2 separate regions of the Cricetulus griseus genome follow, and region 2 is linked to region 1. A link is a contact called in public Hi-C data. All regions are on one chromosome and are shown on one strand. The core of a region is the stretch at or near the end of the contact, and the rest is flanking DNA. Distances in the headings are between cores, read along the strand shown. Region 1 holds the start of Cep295 (centrosomal protein of 295 kDa). Region 2 has its middle 21 kb from the start of Slc36a4.

Region 1 (2,700 bases), core at 28-2,527:
ATAGTTTTGTTTAAATTCTCAATACTCAAGTAAATATAATAACTTAAAAATACTGTTTTGATGAAGTGCTTGGGTAACCTGGTAGGAACCAATACTTTTTTCATCAAATTCTCCATCACAAGTGTGGCCAGGACAAGGGTGGTTGTATTCATCACCTTATGTTTCTGTCTAAAAAAGCTGTCTTGCACTTTATAGATAATTTAGGGTGGACTGAATTAGACAGTGACTTAGTACAGTACTACATGGGCAGACCAAGTCATGGTTATATACAAGAGGGCTCTGATGTCAAACAGGAGTAATTGCTTGAGTTGAAAACCTTTTCCAATACATCCCATTGATATTCTTAAAAAAAAAAAAAAAGCAAACTCTAAAGGATGGCTGGGGATCCAAGGGAGGAATATTGCAAATTGTTTCCCATAGGAGAAAATTATTCCTTCTACAGTTATCAAGTAGAATCCTGTTGTCTGGTTTATTCACAAGTCATTTCTATCCGTGTGGATTTCCAAGTTCTATGCTTTGTAACTGTGCAATAATAGATACAATAGGACTTACCCTGATATATTTCATTGCGATAATTAAGCAGTAGTATCTGACACGCAGTAATCACAACATTAACACTAGACTTAACCGACGTGGATGCAAAAGCCAACACTGCCATTCACTAGCAGAAGGCAGTAGCCAAGTCTGAAATCCCTTGGGTCCCGTTTCTTTACTCCTTGTAACGGTAGTAATACCCACCACACGGGGTTGTACTAAGTGTGGCTTAATTGCTGCGAAACCGCCGAACACATTATAATAATAATAATAATAATAATAATAATAATAATAATAATAATAGACTAACAAGCATTCGGTACCGTAGTTTCTTGTCGCATAGGTTAGCCTTGAACTCGAGGCACTAATACCTCCCGAAAGAGTGCTGGGATCTCTGGGTGAACCAACACTCCCGGCTGAGACTGCCATTTTTTCAAAGCCCACTGTGACAGGAGTCTCCGGGGGTCGGATTGCACAGAAGCGCCACGCTCTCTGCAGGACCCGCCTCGGGAGGTTTAAAGGGCCGGAAGGCTCGCCCGCCTGCTCGCGGCCTGCGGGGAGAACCCCGGCGGGCCTCCGTCACTCACCTGGCAGCGTGTGCAGTTGGACCTCACGGCACACGGGCGTCCACAGGCGGCCTGCTACCCAGCAGCCGTTTGGGCCCCTGCGGGACGACCATCGCCAGGTTCTCGTCACTTCCGCCATTCAAACGGCCCGCCAATGGCGGGAGCGGACGGCGGGAAGCACCTTGCTCCCGCCTCCGCCGGGGCCGCCGGGTAGGCCTCGCCGTGCCGAGACCCCGCCCACGTGTGGTCCCGCGCACGCGTAGCCCTGCCTACATGCGCGCACGCGCAGTTTTGCGCCGTGGCCCATTATTTCTCACAACTACGGTCTGGCGCTGTGTCACAGACCCGAAAGCAGAGATGTGGGAAAGGGAAGCTCTCTGGCGGGCCATGAAAGGGGACATCAGTCCTTCTTGTTCTTGAGGCGCGTTTGGTTCAGTTGCCTGGCACTGTTGACCTGCTGATTGGACAAATGTTGTGCTTTACCAGGCTGACGTCTTGGAAAGAACATTTCCCAAGTGGAAACTGGGGATTGAGACGTGCTCCGTTTTTAATGGGAAACCAGGAGGAATCAGAGCAAGCGCAGTAGGCTGAGAGAGCGTCAGGCTGCACATCGCGACTCTTACTTATTACATGCTAGCCTGGACCCTAAACCCCTGGAGTCGTAGTTTACTTTAGACCTTTATTGTTGTAGACCAAGCCACCCTGGAATGTCCAAAGTGGCGTGTTCTTTTCACCTGGCATCTGTTTCCTAAGCGAAGGGTTCTGCTGGAAGTGTTCAGTGGAGTGCCTGGCTCCCTGTTCCTTTGCCATGGGGACCAGACATCTGTCTCACTGCTTGTTCCCTGTGTTTTCACAGGGAATGTCCTAAGAGAGCATTCTCCGGGGAAAGAGTGAGGCTGCTGAGTGCTTTTGCAGGGAAGCTGAGGAATTGTAAAATTTGCCGCATTTTACTGGCTAAGTGTCAGGGCCAGCCCAAATGCAAGTTAGGAGGAAATTCTTTGTGGGCATCTTAATCCTTAGTAATACTTGACTTGCCCTCGTCCCTGAGTCCACGGGACACTCAAAGTTAATAATCATGTGAAGGCACTTTGCACATTCTCAAAAACTATAAGGTCTTCTGTTAGAGTGTTTTCTTTCTTGTTTAAAACTTTGCCCTTTGATATAGATCCAGCCCCTCAGGTCACAGAAGTATGATCAAGAAAGGACAATTGCCATCCTCTCTCTTGCCTATGTGACTGGCCCATGCATGGGTACATGTCCTAAACTGGGCCAACGGTATTTTGTAGTAATTGTTCTTACTGGAACCAGCAAAAATGAACACATTCCTAAGTTTATGCTGGGGTATGAATCTGGAGCCTCGCTGTGTAAATTCTTCATCAAGTGACTCTACACAAGCTGATCTGAAAGCACAAGTCTGACACACAATGGGGAGCACAAAGAGGGAATTCCAACAATGTCCAAACTCCTGGATGCAGCTATCTCTTAGGTCAGCAGCACCTCTGGTCATTCTCTATTTTTATGACAGAAGCCCTGGATTTAAGATATTTTCAATATGGGGTTTTGTGTTTTGTAAATTGAAAGAGGCTACAATTTTGTTTGT
Region 2 (2,700 bases), core at 113-2,612, 290 kb after region 1:
GTCTCTGAGATGGTGCTCACTGCACCCCTGGTCTCTGAGGTGGCACCTACTGCACTCCAGCAGACAGCTTATAGAAAGTAGAATGAAAATCCCAAGGACAGCTCCATTATAATGGCTAGGGAACACAATCCATTGGTTGCTGTGGATTAAAATGTCATTATGTGGTATATGACCATTTTCTGAGACTCAAAATAAGTTCTGGGTTTCTAAATAACAGATTCATATTGACTTTCAGTTTAGTTTCCTGAAGACAGAAACAATCAGATACCTTGGAAAACTTGCTCTGAAAAGACACATATCCATTTATTAAGTGAGAGGAAGAGCTTGTGAGACTTAATTGAAGCTTTTTTCTCTGAAGCTGCTAATCAATCAGTGTTCATTAGGAAATATCCCCCCCCCTTTCCCATACAAGCACCACAGAGGTGCTTGGGTGCTGAGATCTACTAAGCCAGGAGGGACCCACTTGTAGGAGGGCAGGGTACTTGTGTGTTTGGCCTCACTTAGCACTGAGGTGCTCCTTGTGAGCAGTGCAGTAAGTGGGCAGGTGTGAGATGGGATGCTGGTGACAGGTGCTGCTATAGTCTGGCAGTCAAAAGACCAGAGTCCAGCCCGGTGTACAGGAGACAGTGGGAAGGGGGAAGGGCTGTGGGCCTCTCCTTACCACTCGCCCAGATGTGCCTACTGTCGTGGCATGGCCCCTAAGAATGAAAGGAGATTTAGAGCTGAGGGTAGATGATAACAACTAATCTTGGGAAACAGAGGTTTTTCTTTGGTTTAGAAAAATGCGGACATAATCTGTTTTGTGTTTGTGTGGAGACGTCATGCAAACCCCCATTCTCCCTCATTCTGCAGCATTCACCAATCTCCTGTGGTAAGCCAGACTTTAACGATGGATGCTGGGGATGTGATGAGGGACTGGACAGAAGCACCTGCTGCTTGAGTAGCTTGTTACATGCAACAGGAAAGAAAAAAGCCAATAAAGGGTCCGGGTGTTGGTGGCGCGCACCTTTAATCCCAGCACTCGGGAGGCAGAGGCAGGCAGATCTCTGTGAGTTCGAGGTCAGCCTGGTCTCCAGAGCGAGTGCCAGGATAGACTCCAAAACCAAAAAAAAAAAAAAAAAAAAAAAAAAAAAAAAAAAAAAAAAGCCAATAAAGGAATAACAACACAACAACACAACAGAGAAATACAGGGATCTGAGGAGTCCCAGAACAGGGCCACACAGCCTGGGGCCAGAGCTGGCATTTCAGATTGAAAACATGTTTAAGATGTGATGTGAAGGACTTCATCCTGTCTGACATGTCCCTCACCCCCACCACTGCTGTGGCCAGCACCAACCACAGTGACACATCTCTCACTCAGCATTTAGATCCCCGGTGTTGGGGCAGAATGTAGATTATTAAAAGCAAAGATAAGTCTTCGCATCCCCCTGTACGTGGGTTTTAAAATGGCACAGAAACAGATGAGTAACTGACTGAAGAGGGAGAAGAGTCCTGCAGAAACACCAGAGTTCACCAGCAGCAGGCCCAGTCTGGCCTGGGATTTACTTCAGCAGGGCCACTTTCAGCTGCTTGCAGGCCTGTTAGTTAAGGCTGCACTGCCACCATGAGGACAGTCTGGCTACTGTCAGGATTAGGACCCTTGTGACCCATAACTGCTTGGAATCGTGGCTTCCTGCTGAAGACAGAAATGACTCTGTGGAAAACCAAGGCCCGCCCACCACCCAGGGGCCCTTCCTCAGGCTCTCCCAGCCTCATTACAAGGCAAGGACAGAGAGTCTCCTGGTGGATGTGCACACACACTACAGGTTAGAAAAGCGGACATACAAAGGTGTCACGTTGCATTTCTCCCCTGGCTGACTTCTCTTGGACTCCCACTGGCCCATTCCTCCCACTGATCACAGGAAGGCTCAGCAGCCTTAAGCGGAGGCTAATACTCCCTCTTCAGTGTCCTCTCCCCTTCAGGGACTTTGCATTCTGGTACATCCTGGTTATCACTCCCAGGAGAAAATGAGGAGCTCTTTCACTGAGCCCCTCCTCACAGGTCTTTTGGTCAGCCCTGTCCACTGCTGGGCCCCCCAGGGAGCCAGCACCTAGAAAACTTGGACTGTAATCCAGTCATTCTGACTTCTGATACTTGACCCCAATGGTGGCTTACCTCTCTGAACTTTCTGTTTGTCATCTACAAAATAAATATCAATAGCCAGACCTATCTGTTGGGACTGTTGAAATCAAGGCATGTCCTGTGGTGCATGCCAGATCTGTATACATGTCACACACTACCCCTAAACTCCATGTATCTGCAAGGGTGCACACTCCAGCATAAAAGCAAAGGGAGGCACAGGAATACTGTGTTGGAAGTAACGTGGGTGTAGTAACTTACAAAGTACTTTTTGTGGATTTGAGGATCCATCAAGTAAGTTTAGATTTCCAGAAAGGGAGCTTCCTGTTGTGAAAATTAAGGAGGTATATTTTCTAGAATGAGGGATTAGGAAAGGACTTTTTGGGGGCTAGATTGAAGGCTCAACTGTTAAAGGACTTGGTCTTGCAGAGGACCCGGGTTCAGTTCTCAGCACCCATGTGTCAGCTCACAACCAGCTGTATCTCCAGCTCCAGCGGATCCAAAGCCTTCTTTAGACTTCTGAGGGTACCACACACACACGTTGTATGCATACATATATTCAGGCAAATACTCATACACAT

What was found. A called contact is a pair of places that touch in the nucleus more often than the background predicts.
Region 2: a contact with region 1 is called in a Hi-C map of the CHO-S cell line, with 12 times the contacts expected there. The contact joins the enhancer-like site here to the promoter of Cep295 in region 1. A contact is called at or near these places in 6 of 8 Hi-C or Micro-C datasets (the CHK-Q cell line, the CHL-YN cell line, the CHO-K1 cell line and 2 more).

What each region holds. Positions count from the first base shown.
Region 1 is chr4:128,864,938-128,867,637 of CriGri-PICRH-1.0, forward strand. It overlaps Cep295 (centrosomal protein of 295 kDa), which reads right to left and starts at 1,278. Exons shown (of 29, transcript XM_027410840.2): 1 at 1,122-1,278. The coding sequence starts at 1,239. LOC100755978 (heat shock protein HSP 90-alpha-like) reads left to right here and starts at 1,255. Exons shown (of 5, transcript XM_035444197.1): 1 at 1,255-1,310; 2 at 1,957-2,078. The coding sequence starts at 1,255.
Region 2 is chr4:129,159,004-129,161,703 of CriGri-PICRH-1.0, forward strand. No RefSeq gene overlaps it. Among named protein-coding and RNA genes, the nearest start is that of Slc36a4, 21 kb to the right of the region's middle. Within about 2 kb of position 1,363, at least 1 of the 6 cell types and tissues checked has open chromatin away from gene starts, as enhancers often do. A contact at or near this core is called in the CHO-K1 cell line, where this site is marked.